3 separate regions of the Anas platyrhynchos genome follow, and regions 1 and 2 are each linked to region 3. Evidence: chromatin contacts called from public Hi-C data. All regions are on one chromosome and are shown on one strand. Each heading gives the region's core, a stretch centred on a gene start, on an enhancer-like site or on the middle of the called end of the contact. The rest is flanking DNA. Distances are from core to core; before and after follow the strand shown.

The links. Hi-C and Micro-C count contacts between places; a contact is called where the count stands out from the background.
Region 1: a contact with region 3 is called in a Hi-C map of liver, with 5 times the contacts expected there. The contact joins the enhancer-like site here to the promoter of HS6ST2 in region 3. A contact is called at or near these places in 3 of 8 Hi-C or Micro-C datasets (liver, skeletal muscle and subcutaneous adipose tissue).
Region 2: a Hi-C map of liver shows a contact between it and region 3, with 1.6 times the contacts expected there. The contact joins the enhancer-like site here to the promoter of HS6ST2 in region 3. A contact is called at or near these places in 2 of 8 Hi-C or Micro-C datasets (liver and subcutaneous adipose tissue).

The regions. Positions count from the first base shown.
Region 1 is chr10:16,273,325-16,278,089 of IASCAAS_PekinDuck_T2T, forward strand. The region is part of intron 1 of HS6ST2 (heparan sulfate 6-O-sulfotransferase 2); the gene reads right to left. Among named protein-coding and RNA genes, the nearest start is that of MBNL3, 27 kb to the left of the region's middle. Within about 2 kb of position 2,222, at least 1 of the 8 cell types and tissues checked has an H3K27ac peak or open chromatin away from gene starts, as enhancers often do.
Region 2 is chr10:16,476,089-16,480,664 of IASCAAS_PekinDuck_T2T, forward strand. No RefSeq gene overlaps it. Among named protein-coding and RNA genes, the nearest start is that of HS6ST2, 80 kb to the left of the region's middle. Within about 2 kb of position 2,818, at least 2 of the 8 cell types and tissues checked have an H3K27ac peak or open chromatin away from gene starts, as enhancers often do.
Region 3 is chr10:16,395,239-16,399,929 of IASCAAS_PekinDuck_T2T, forward strand. It overlaps HS6ST2 (heparan sulfate 6-O-sulfotransferase 2), which reads right to left and starts at 2,655. Exons shown (of 2, transcript XM_027464993.3): 1 at 1,992-2,655. The coding sequence starts at 2,503.

The sequences.
Region 1 (4,765 bases), core at 972-3,471, 120 kb before region 3:
TGTTTTACAGAAAATTGTCTCTGGGTGAACTCAAAAATGAATCACAGCCTCTGAAAGCATCCAGTAGCATGGGGGACAGGAAACAAAAAGAGTCACCATTCCCCTTCTCTTTTAGAGCATCCAAGCTTATAAATGATTAAATAAATGGAAAGTACAATAAACTTGCAAAACCAAATACAGCCAAGGAGCCTGATAAAGCATCAGTGGCCGACACAATGGCACCTCATGTCTGGAGAGCCAGGACGCCACGATCAGCACTGCCACGTGTTTGCAGGCTCACCCTGGCACTGCTGCAGCCACCCCGGGCTCTGAGGGCTTTGAACGCAAAGGCAAACATGTTTGGTGAGCCAAGGCCCCTGCCACAGTCCAGAGGAAGGTAACTTTTCCCAAAGTCTCATTGCAAAGCGTGGGCACAAAGAACATCTCCAAGGCAAACGAAAGCCCCTTCTTTAACAGCTGCCAGAACTCCTCGCAATTGGATCCAATTTACTACCACCCTGTACTAAAATAATGACCTGATCCCTCAAGCAACAGCAAGTTCGTACCATAGCTGTGGCATGCCTATATATAACATACATGTATAGTAAGAAGCCTTGAATGACCAAAGAGGCTGAAGCAAAGCCCTGCTTACCCTCTGTACCAACTGGCCCGCTTTCGCACCGTCAGCGGTTCGAGGAGGCTGGGAGCAGAGCAGGATGCAAGAGCGGGGTGCTGCTTGCTGAGGGATGCGGCCAGCAAACCCACAAGCTCTAAGGTCATCACAGCAATCGATGGGGAGTTAATGCAAGAAGGAAAACAAATGCCGAGCCAAGATCAATGCAGTGAGCATTTTATCATAGCTCAAATTCTTCAGCCTCTCTCCTTTCGTGCTCTTTGGTCACAGGCAGTGACAAAGTGCCTCTCTTTGCTGCTACTGTAAAAACAAAAGAATGAATAAAATGTGCATGTTGGTGGAAGAAACTGTGTTGTAATGGATCACCATCACCCCAGGTGGCCGATTGCCTCATCCAGGCAAGTATCTCCATCAGGACCTGTCACAGCAAGTTGAAGACCAGGTGAAGGAGGTTGAACAAAGCCATTTGCTCATAGTGAGGATGGACGTGGCCAGGCTCTCTCCAGCACCTCGTGCTCAAGAAACCAGGCTGTGGGCAGACTTATGGGATGCCCACATCACCTGCTCTGAAGCACAGTACCCTACAAACAGGCCCAGCACTGTACTTCTTCGTTATGCCATGTCATACTTTGCTTTGTCAGCTGCTGGGCCCATCTCAGCTGCCTTGTGCATTTCTCCCCTTCCTCAGTCTCCTTGTTAAAATTCTTCTGGAAAAGGCACCATTCCTTCTGGGAACACCAGCTTTTGGGTTAGCCCCAAGCCACACTGATCAAAGTTTGAAATCATGGCAGCTCCAGAAAAGCAGCCACGCTGCTGTGCGTTTATCTGAACTGAGCTTCAAAAAGTCACATACGCTTTAATGCACCATCGAGTAAGAGCTGTGCCAGAGACAGATTCGGCCATCAGTGCTCAGAACATCCTTCTGCTGCAATTGGGAGGCAGATTCAAAGCTTTGCAATTATTTTTAGCTCTGTACGTAACAGCTTGTTCCCTCTGCTATCTTAACAAGGGGGTGTTGAGCTCCTGCCCATTCCTTGAAGCTTGTGCTTCAGAGCCCGAGACAACATGTTTGCAGGTAGAGCTCAGACTTCACTGTGAATCATCCCTCCAGCTTAAAGAACTGCCCTCTTCAGAAATACAGGTTTCCTAATAAAGTTTAGTTGGATGTCTATGAAGAAGAGAACAAAGGTTGCTCGCAGGCAACTTAGAAAGTAGGTTGACCCTGGGGCCACCAGGAATCTGTGATGGTACGACAGTCACTTGTTCCTGCTAGCTCCCTGCACACAGCTATTTCCTGAGGACCGCGAGCACTGAGCAGTCTCACGATGCCGAGTTTGCTCCCTGTGCTAAATCAACTGCTCTGCTTATCACATCATTGCAAGGTTAAAGCGTGAGCATTTTTGGGAGCAATGAACTATTTGCACACGATCCATTTCTGCAGAGGAGCTCAGAAAAGGTCAGAGTCTCTCTTCAGATAAATGCCCAGCTAATGGCTCACACACCCTCCACCAGGGTGAGAAAGCTGCGCCGGGGAGGTGGTGATCCAGAAGGTCCCACACCACACCCCTCTTCTGCCTGGGCTCTGATTCAGCTTTATGCGCAGCCCTGGCATGGAGGGCCTCTTTACCTGCCCTAAGAGAGCAAAAAGCAAACCAGCTCCCAAAACAGCCCTGGTGCTGCCTAGAAATAGGAAATTCTTGGTGCTTTGGTACTTCTATCATGTGTGGGAAGATTTTTGCTAAAAGTGACCGAGCAGAGCACACAGTCAGTGCGCAAACCTGCTTTCAGCTGTCCAGTGCCTCAGCCCACAGCAGCCCCCTCTCCTTCCTGCACAGACCTCAGAGAAAATAAGAAGCAAACTGAAACCTCAAAGACCTCCGGTGAATCTCTCTGAGGGGTTTATTGAGATGGAGCCATCTGCTCTCTTTGAAAGGTAATTCTGTGGTCATATAGTGCATCTGTGCCATGCCGTTCCCCACATTCCCCACCTCTGCCTAGCGCAGGGGCTGAATGAGAATCCTTCATTTTTATTTTTTCAACCTAATGATTTTTTTAAAAAGCATCCTCGTAGCAAGCTTCTAAAAGCAACATTAAAGAAAAAAGACGGCAAACTGAAGTCAAATTGAGGAGGTGTGAACCCCCAGGGGATGACAGCACTGAGTAAAGTCAGAGACTTCAGAGCACGTGGGGAGTTTGCAGCTCCCTCTCTCCTGCTTTGCCACCCCATCATGGTAAAACTACCGACAGCTGAGCAACCTAGGGTCTGAATACAGCACCCACCTAGGGGCTTTACCTATTGCAGCTGCTCGCAGGGAAGGGAACCTTAACCCCAATGGAAAGGCTTCAAACCATTGCTCTGGGGTCCAAGAGAACAGTAATTCCACAAGGACTACAACTAGGGGGGGTTGGCTCCACCCCTATGGGCCCCTTTATGTCCTGCTGGTGCTCAGGCAGAGGATTATCGATCTCCATCAGAGGACAGAGGCTGTTTAATTGCTCGTTGAGGCAGAGGAAGACTGGAGGTCGGGTGCTGGCAGCTGCCATGCCTTCAGCCTGGAAACCTGAGCCTGGCTTGATGGAGCCGTGAGCTAAGAAGCATGAGATGGAAGCTGAAAGCTAACCACCTACTCAACATTACATCCATTAGTGTACGGATAAGCAGGGGAGGGACCGAGTGACCTTCTCCCATTTCCCCTAAGAGAGGAGGCTGTAGCAAGAGGGGCTCCCGAAGGCTACAGAGGGGAAGAAACCGACAGCCCTTGCACGGGGAGCACTGCAGCCCTGACATCCCACTCAGACTGTGCCCGGGGGAAAGATAAACCAGGACAGCAGAGCTTTGGTGCATGGCTGAGAAAGCAGAGCTGTGATTAGCAGGGGGAAATACTGGGGCAGTCCCAGTCTCCTAGCAAAACTAAGGCTACCCTTTAAACTTGCTCAAGCACATCAGTTTGCATCTAGGTCAAGCTCATCCAGGTGGCAAGCCTGGCTAAGATGGTTTGGACATGCAGATGAGCTCATACAATAAATGGGAGGCAGTTTTGCAAAAGTGTTTCCAATGCTTTGGTTGAAGAACGGGGAGAAGGGGAAATTTGGGAATGTTTCCTGTTCTAGGAGATTATTTTTTTTTCACGGCAGGTCAGCTTACAGACTTTGTGGTATATTAACAGGGCAGTGAGAAACCCAGTTACACCACAGGTGAGGACAGACATTTTGAAAGGAAAGTTTCCTTTGAACAGAAAGGGCCGGGGCAGAGGGACAGATGAGATCTGTATCATGTCCAACAGAAAAGCAAATAAAATGAAATAAAACCCTGCAGCAGGGATTCTGCATATGAAACTGAGGATTAAGTACTGAGCTACTGAAAAAAGAAAAATAATCATATGGTTGGTGGCTCGGCACCAGAAACGATGTGCAATCAACCAGATTTGACTAATGGTACAAGGACGACCAACGTCCTCACCACCCTCCCCATAAACTAATTTATAAGAGTATTCTTTTCATCTTTAAAAGCCGATTTATTTTTTTTTTTGAAACAGCAACTTTTCCTCTTCCGTAGTTATCTGATGAGACGAAGACGATCCTACACATGAGTCCAGATCCTTTCTTTCCTCCACCACCACACCAAAGCCCCGCTGCAGCAGGCTCCATGCTCTTCCCTCATCCTGCACCACGCGCAAAAGGTTTGTGCATTGCATAACCTCACAGCGTAGCTACGGAAGGTCAGAAACACCAGCGGTGCTAGTCTCACAGCACCACAGGTTAGAAATCCTCCACGTGCAGCTCCCAAGCTGCCAAACCCTGCAGTTGATGTATTTTAACATTCAGTAGATGGGGCACGAGGCCGGCGTGATGTGGGTCTCCCTTGCCCATCCATCATCCCCACCACGTCTCCAGAAGTCAAACTCAATTATATCAGGCCGGGTGCCCAGAGCGCCTGGCTCCCGGTAGGTGAGGTTAATTCCCATAAAGAGTGGCCCACTGAGAATTTGATTTGCTAATACTGCAAATTGTTCCTCCAAGAGAAATACCCCTGCTGCCTCGTTTGTTAGAGGCAGGCATCTGTTTGGAGATCGCTCAGAGAGAAGCAAAATGTTCATTTAATACTGTGACTCACTCTAATCCTTAACAAACTGTGTCACCTACAGACACAAT
Region 2 (4,576 bases), core at 1,568-4,067, 81 kb after region 3:
AGCATCTGTACACATCTTAGTTTCCCATGGCGCAAGTCCTCGTTTAATTCCCAGTTGAACAGGAATGCAGGATGCCCCAGGAGGGCAATACTACCTCAAAAAAAAAAAAAAAAAAAAAAAAAAAAAAACCTTATTGCAATGGAAACAAGCTCATTCCCTTTGTCATATGCAGGAGACACATTCACTCATTAGGGATATTGGAGGGGATATCCCTGACTATGCTTGAAAGCATACAGTCACCCACCCCATCCCAAAATCTAAGCCTTGCATGAAGCAGAATGAATATCCAGGACTTCAGTGAAAAGATGGATAACATTTTCAAGAAGAGGAGGAAAGCAGCAGAGGACATTCACATCATGGTGATGCAATACAACGTCTCTGTATGAAGAATACAGGAATACAGGCAAATAACACTCCTAGGTTTGGTTCAAGCAGGTAACCCGAACAGCCCAGGGCCTGATCTGGCCCTTTCAGGTCTTCAGAGATAACCCAGAGTTTTCTCTTGGCATTACACAGAGTTACACCACAGACCCAAGCTCTTAGATGTCCTTATTCAGCTCTTTCTCAGCCCCTCCTGCCACATCTTTTTGGAATTTGAACAAGGAGTGTCTCTCACAGGGTGTTTCTGCAACACCCCAACACCGGCAGCTGCTGCACGGTGCAGGCACCATCACACCCACAAGCCCAGAAGAACACAAGTCCTCCCAGCTGGAAAATGCACGTCATGACCACAATGGGGTTTGAAAGGTTTGTGGTAGAAAACAGTTTCTCAGGGCCTAGTTTGGACTAATGTATGAAAGAAAACGTTTCCCAGCCAACATTAGCTGGCAGAGCTGGTTCATAATCAGCCAGGACAGATGGGAACACACAATGCCTTGAACCCAATCAAGAAAACATCCCAGGAATGCCTGTTAATGTGAACCTTTAGTGGGGTAAAACGGTCATTCAAATCAGAGCAGGATGATTGATTCCAACCTAAGAGAAAAGCACAAATCAAACTGATTCCTATCCAGGGGACAGAAAGGTTTGATCTGAAGCAAGACTTGACAGCACATGAATTCAAATATTTTCAGCTTCCAAGATAAACTAGTACAATGGAAATCTGGATACACAGGCATTGAGAAAAGCTGGATAGAGAAAGTCCCATTCGTATATTTTGTAAAACCCAGTGAAGGGTTACATGCCAACTCCTGCAGGCCTGTAGGCACTACTTTCCTCCTAGGTAGTGCCATTTTCCTACCTGGATCAACAGTAAATAGCATTTGCCACCTCAATGTAGCACTGCGGAAGCAAGCAAGCACTGGCTCTTTGGAAGGGCTCAGGTTTGTGAGTGCAGTCACCTCCACTTCTTAAAATTTCCAGAATTATAATCTTATGTGTCAGTATGCATTTTGGTTTATAAAACAGGCATGCAACACATTTAGAAGAAAAATTGCACCTGTCAAATGTCCTACCCCATGAAATAAACCTGTGTAATTTCACTTTTCACCTAGTAAATACCCAATCATTTTCCAGAACAGCCCCTTCCAGTATTCAAAACTGTTTCCATTAATATTAGAAGTTAGGAGGGTTTGGGAGAAAAGGAAGGAATTGATTAAAAGCAGATGGTATTCATTATCTTGCTAATCACAATCCTGCAGGGTCTTTACAAAGGAAAAAAAAAAAAAAAAAAAAAGAGAGAACGAAAAGGCAACATCAAGAAAAGGTCATGCTAGGACTTTTCAAATAAAACATTAGAAAAATAACACTTCCAAGGATTTACTCCACTCTCATGAGAAAATCAGCTTGTTTCATATCACAGCTCAGCCATGCTGGGAAAATGTCTTTGTGATACAGACATCATTCTCACATTTTGTGCTGGGACTGCAAACCTTTGCAGAACATCTGAGAAAAAAATTCTGGCAAGGATGATTACCGTCTGCACGTCCCACTGCCTCTGAGAGCACTGGTGTACCTCCGAGTGGTTTGTTTCCTAAAGGGAAGTCACAAATAAGCAAGCAAAGCAAACAAAACCAAATAGAAATAAAACAAACAAGCAGCTTATTGGCCAGAAACAGTGTAGTGGGAAAACACAGGGATAGATTACGTTCAAACCGACTGGCTGGAGTTCACTCAAAACAATTTTCTTGGGAGGATTTTTGCTGTTGGTATCTGATCCTGCTGCCATTAATGTCAATGAAAATACTGTTATTAACTGTCCATAGCACTGGGACAGGGAGAGATGCTGGTAACAAAGGCACTGGCACTTTTTCACATTATGAAGTCACCAGAATCAAAAGGGTCATGTTCAGCTTTGCTTCAAGACAGCAAAACAGGATGCCACTCACGAGGAGGCGGTTTGCAAAAGAAAATCCCAGTGGTGTTTTGCAACTGCAGGAACACAAGCATTTGCTTGTTCGTGACCACACTCCCCTCTGCCTTTTCAAAATGCACCACTCCTTCACAAAAACTACCCAGAAACTAAACCTGTAGGTGCTCCAGCACATCTCCAATCAGCTAGCACATTAGAACTGGTGCCCCAAAGGTGATGAGTGGGCTCAGGGTCAGGGCCACAGAGGCAAAACTGTCTGAAGACAGGATGCAAAAACTGGTTAGGACACACTCAGCCTCTTGGGCTGAGAGGCACTAGAAAACCACCAGCAGTTGTCACTGACAAGAGACCTTATTCTCCTGTGATTTTTTTTATTTTTTATTTTTTTAATAGGAAGCGGTTTTATGACATGCAGCCAAAATGTTCCACAAGTAGACATGGTGCTACGTAAGCCAGAGAAACTATGCACTGGTGAGATTTTGTGGTCTTCAGGCTGAGATTCCTAAGCAGCTATTTATATGATAATTTATTTTTTAAACCACAATGACTCAAGACTGCCTTGAATGGCAGCAGATTCATGGTTAACAGTCTTTCCGTGCCATCTCACAAGATCCTAAATAGCTGAGAGGACAACCAACACCACTCCTGCTCCCCATCTGGGTACTGTTAGTACATCTGTGCTGGTATTTAGACTTGACCTAAGGTTTTCCATCAAATATCCCCAAATTCTTCTGCTGTCATTTTCTTATTTCCAGGTCAGTCCTTTTGCCAGGCAAGGGTCTCGTCTGCAATGAATTCCATTTTCAAGATGGTGGGAAAACATGTGAAATGGAAAGAGAGAGATAGATAGATTTAGGTTTTGTTTGCAGACACAAGTACAAGAAAAATAAGCAGACCTGTGAACAGTTATAAGCAGAAAACCTACTTTTCTACAGCTTTTGCCTGTGGGTTTTCTAAAGGCAACTAACCACCACTGAGACTCACACTGTGACTTTCTCCCCAAGGGGACCAACTTGAGCCCCCTTGACCACCCTGGTATTTATTTTCATGAAACCTAGAAAGCTTAATCTCTTTGGGATATCGACCCACCAGGAGTGGAATCAGGCAGCTGGATCAAAACCTATTCAGAGGGGGAAACACAGCCAGACAGGATGACTCTGTAATTCTCCCCTAAGCACTATTTCTTATGAAACCAAATGAAAACCCCAAGGCCCCTTGGGCATGTAGGGGGCAGCATGTTGTATCTTGATGGGCTTATGTCTAGTCTCTGCATAAGGACGTTGCATAAGGACGTTCGTGTGCATCAATTTAACCACACAAAAGCGTAACTAAAAAGTCACCAGCATTCACCAGACCTGCTGCAGCATCTCCTCAAGGAGCTCAGCAATATTAAGAGTAGTCATCTCCAAAAGCCCCGTTCAAAGGTCTCCTCTTCCCCAGTACAGTGCTTTAAAGCCTAACCGTATGCACTCTGAAGCATTGCAGGTTGCATTCCTCAGACCATTTTTTTTTGCCTCTTGTTGTGCCTGCAAGGCCAAGTCCCTGTGGTATTTGTGAAAAGAATGCCAGAGAGCATATATTTCTGGTTAGTTAGCACTTACTAAGTAAAAAAAATATCCCAGATAAAAGAAAGGGATACTGTATGAATGCTGACACTGTGGAAAGCTAAGTGCTAACCCAGAGTAATGTGGGGCACTCGGTTCTCCTGTTCAATGGAAAAACCCCACCCTGCATGCCGAGAACAAAGTAAGGTACACAGTCACGGTGGGCTTGGTGGTGACCGCCCAGCGGTGAGCTCAGCCCAACACCCAGCCAAGAGAGACCACCACACCCAGGAGAAGCAAAGCCCTCCAGGAAACGAGATTCTCCTCCATCAGTTTTTGTTTTAATAATTTTGTTTTACTTTCATTCAATTTCATTGACCTGCAAGCAATTCTGCTGGGTCAAGCTTCTGTTACCACAAAGCTGACATCCAACAGCTCCCTATTCTCTTTCTGTCCTTCTCCATCTACAGATATAGATGGCGATATCATTAAAGAATTAAAAACAACACCATAATAAATAAACCAACAAGATATCTTTAATTTTAAGTTCATAGTCAGCATCATGCATAGCTATTTTGGAAAAGTGCAAGGAAATAGCCTGTTCTTCATACCTCATCTGCAAGTAAATAGCACCAGACCCTATGTCCATTACTCCTTAGCTGAACACCACAAGCTGTGCCATGACACAATGTGCCACAATCCTTTCCTGGAGCCAAAACCT
Region 3 (4,691 bases), core at 1,405-3,904:
GGCTCCTCTGCCCAGACACCCTCATCCCACACCTACCACTACTCTGAAAGAAGTCATTATCTGCCCAGAAAGTGCTTAGATGGCCGTCTGTTACTGGCACTAGGAATAGGTGCTACTTAACTAGTTGTCAACTGAATGTTGCTAAATTGAGAATGCAAAATAAAATTAAGCACGAGACGTTACAATGTGTAGGAAGACTTGAAGGGACTATTGTTCGTTTCAGAACGTCTCCTGCTGTATTTTTAAACATTTAGAAGTTGCAGGCCAAATAATCGCTTGTCAAAACATTATTTGGGAGAACAACTGTAGCTACTAAGCAACCTGTGTAATTAGGTTATTAAAAATGCAACACGATTTCAAAGTAGGCTTTTATAGAGTAGACCTATACCTAACACAAAACCATCACAGCTTCTTTTTCATCCTTTGCAGCTTCCATCTCAAGCCATGAGGCCTCATGACCTCTCTAAGTCGGTAGTGATGACACACACGGCATTGCTGGACGAGGAACCATCGCTGCGAGCTCCTGGGAAGGTACATGCATCAGTTCTGTTTTGACTCAGAAAAGCACGTTTGGTAATCCAAAAGGGGTGAGGGGGAAATCAGCCAAAAGCCACAGACAAAAACTCAGCTCTCCAAGCCTGGCATTTCCTTCTGCCGAAGGTGGCTGGCCCAGGACAAGGACTCTCCCATTTTTCCAGAGGGCAAAACTAACCCTGAGCACAGAGGGGACCCTGCGCCTCCGGGGAGCAAAAGGAATCTGTGCCCCACAGCTACAATTCTGCAGATCAGGCCCATCTCTAGGGGGAGAGAAAGAAAGATCACTTGAAGATGTTTAGCAAAAGAGACGTCACGCTACGCGTTTCCGTTTCTGCTGGCAAACAATGCATTTACAAGACAGGTAAAATAAACTACGCAGCCTGGGAAGCCGGGAAGATAATGTGCCCAGAGGGCAAAGAATTAGTTCCTGATGTTTGCAAATGGAGTGCCACAAAAACGAGACAATTAAATTTTAAAGCAGTAGGGAAAACAAAAGAGCGAGAATCACAATAGCTAAGCCTCATGAAGAGTTTCATCTAGGCTACAGGAAGATAATGACGCTAACCATTTTTCTACTAGATGGCAGTGTGGTGTCACGCTATATAAAAGGAATTCTATAAAGAAATCGCACTCTATTTCAACTGAATCTGTGCTTAGACTTGACTTCAGACAGCATGATATATAACAGTACCCTCATTGTAAGGGGACCTGCCATTAATCTAACAGCGCGAGAGGCGCGATACCCTCGTTTCTAATTTCCCAGCAAAGCAATGTGAAAAGACGCTGAAACCCCGAGCTGTCCTGCTGCAGGGTGCAGCTGCACGCAGAGCCGTGGACAAGCTCCGAGGTGTGCTCCAGCCCCAGGTGTGCTGTCACCGCAGCGCTCCGGGAGCACGGGCAGGAGCTCCTCGCTGCTCGCAGAACCAGCCGGCTGGGCTCTGGGAACGCAGGGGCTGCCTTTAGGCAAGCAGACAGCTACGGTCAGGTTAGGTCAGCAACTTCTACGGGAAGCGCAAAGATGAAGAAAAGCAGTGCCACTAATATCCAGAAAGGCAAGCCCGAAATAACCGAGGTTAGGGCTGGAGGACAACGGCAGTGTTCGCGGGTGGTATTCAGTCCTAAGCATAACCTTTAATTCACAAGGCTGACACCCGCACAACCTAAACTTCAGCCCTAACAGCACCCAGCGGCTCCCTGTTCCTCCTAACACCCGCATTTCTCCCTGCACACTGAGGCTGAAAAGCCCCGGGGCAGCCCAGGGCCCCCGGCTGCTGCCCGAGGCGTGCAGGGGGGGGCTGCTCAAAGGACTCGGGGAGCCCCGGGACAGCCCTCCCGGGGCCGGGCAGCACCGTGCGAGGTGCTCGCAGCTCCGGCCGGCCACCGGCAGCCCGCAGAGCCCTTTAGGACGGCGGCAGGCTTTGTTCGCCCCCCCGGGGGGGGTGGGCTCGGCTCACCTGGAGGGCCGGAGCCGCACCTCCTTCTTGCTGTCCACCACGGAGGGCACGCAGTTGGTGAGCTCGGTCCAGTCGGCGTGCAGCCCGCAGCTCCAGCCGGTGGAGAAGCGGGAGAAGAGCCAGGTCTCCCGCTTACCGGGCCGGTGGCAGGTGCACTTCTTCTGCCCGGCGCGGCACTCGCAGGGCTGCTCCAGCTGGATGTTGCGGACCAGGTGGCGGCCGAAGGTGGTGCCGCCGGTCTTCTGGATGTGCAGGAAGACGATCAGGTCGTCCCCTTTGATGTTGAAGTCCACCCTTCGCAGCAGGTCGCCGGCGGAGAAATTGAAGCGCGGCACGAAGCGAGCCGGCGTCTCGTCCTCCGCCCGGTACGGGTCGGCGGCGGCGGCGGGGCTGAGCGCCCGGAGCCGCAGCAGCTGGCACTCGGTGCCGGGGCACACGTACTGCAGCACGATCACCGCGAACAGGAAGAGCATCACCAGCGCCAGCAGCACCTTGTGCGACCGGTCCTCCATCGTCGCCGGACGCGCCGCACATCGCCGCTGCCGCTCGCTCACAGCCGCCGCCACCGCGGGGGGCAGCCCCGGCCGCGCTCCGCCGCCATCGCCCCTCCGCCTCCTCCTCCTCCTCCGCCACCACCGGCCCTTCCCGGCACTCCTCGCGCTGCCTCCGACCCCCCCCCTACTCCCGGCACGGCTCCGCCCCGGGCTCGGCTCCGCCCCGGGCCCGGCCACGCGGTGCCGCCGCCGCCGCCGCACCGGGGCTCGGGCAGCGCCGCCGCGCAGCGCGGTTCCCACCCCCCCCCCCGTGGGACCCCAGCGCTTCCCCGGGCCCCGCCAGCTTGTGCCCAGCTCCCCCTCTCCTGTTGCTTCAGCCGCCTCCGTCCCTATCAGCTGAATTTCCTAACTCACGGCAGCAGCCAGCACGGAGAATAATGGGATGCCACTCTCCCAGACCTTCATCCATCATAAAAAGAAAAAAATTACAATAATAAATAAATGGCCTGCCTCCTTTCTCCTCCTCTCAAAGGGCTCCCGCAGTCCACTTTCAGTAATTTCAGCAGCTACATGTGTTTGGAGGGGATGTCTTTATGGTTTTTATCCTTGAGCAACCTATCCTGGCTTTCCTATTTTTTTTTTTCCCGTTGTCTCAACTGTTTTTGAAAACATTTACACTCACAATAATAGGCAATTTTATCACAAAGATTCTAGGCATGAGAACTACTGAGTTAATTTGCTTCTGTTTATATCTGTCTCTCCAAAATGAATGGATTGCACCATTTAATGAAAATGCTGTGTTCTGAAATTCGAGCTTTAAAATTATAAAGATGTTTCTGTGCTTTATATCCATCAGCCTCTCACAGTCATTTATTTAAAAAAAAATACATTTGCCTCCAGCTTTATTTATTTTACATTACAAAATAACAAAGATGTGTGCTGGGTTAAAACTGCTCCTGAATGCTAATACATGAGAATTAAAAGGAGGGAATAATGATGGCCTAATGTCTACACTAAATTAATATATACTATAAAAGATATGATGCATACTGGGTTGGTGTTCCCAGCAGAGCCATTATTCTGGAATGGGCTAAACAAACAATGATCATCCTTTCACTGATGAGTGATGGTCTCCAGTCTGCTGCCTCCTCACCCACGGTATGCAAATGATGCTCCCTAGCTTTGATCCAGGGACACAAAACATTAGCTTAGGCACTACAGAAGTGAAATTCACCCCGAATGAGATAAAAGTCTGCGGTCCCCCATGGATAATGCACTCCCTGGTCAGGCAGGGGCATGCTTCTGCTGGTACAAAGCAAGGAGCTGCTTTAAAAAAGGAGTTAAAGGAACAAAGCCGATATGAAAGCAGGGTCAAGCCGAGCTGGTGCAGGATCTCATCTTGAGCTGACCCCTGTTTACCTGCAGAAACTTTTTGAAAGGCAGTGGCTTGTATGTAGAGGCACCAGGTATTTGCCCAGATAGATGAGCACAAAGCCTTGTGCCTCAAGCCCAAGACTGATGTTTGCAGCTTTTGGAAACTCTTGTTAGCTTTTCACGTGGGACAGATTATCACATTCCTGTCGCTTTTTTAAAGACCTTCACAGCATCTGAATTTCACTTCCGCTTTTGGTTGACAAATGGTGACTGCTTAACCCTAGCAAAGAGAAAAGACCCATCAGCTCTGTGGTAAGCAGGCTCCCAGCGTGCAAACCAGAGCTTTATTAGGCATTAACACCTCTAGGTCATAGGAAGGATCATGGTTTCCCGTCCCCCAGCATCAGCTGCACTGCAGAGGCCCGGGCAGGGCCCGCAGGCAGCTGTGAGCCCTGCAGGCAGAGGGACAGGACTGGGTTGGGGACACCCTGCTGGGGAACCCGCAGCTGCCTCCCATGTTATGAAAGTAGCATATGTATTCCAGTCACAAACCCACCTGCCACCAGCCCAATGGCTACTGCTTTCTCTCGTGGAATGGTCTCTCTCAGCTGATGGCTAAATGTGTTTGTGGTGAGCGCGTTAAAACCTCTCTTTCCACAGTGGGTCCTCAAAGCGATGAAGAACATGCTCCAGCTTTGTCCTCCACTAATGCAGAAGGAGCTGTCCCCGTCCTGCTTCCACAAGATTTGTAGAAACAGGTAGATTTTCTTGGCTGTCAAGGCTGGGTGAAATTGGGTATCAGGGTCAAAAGATGTCAGTGGGGTCAGCTAGG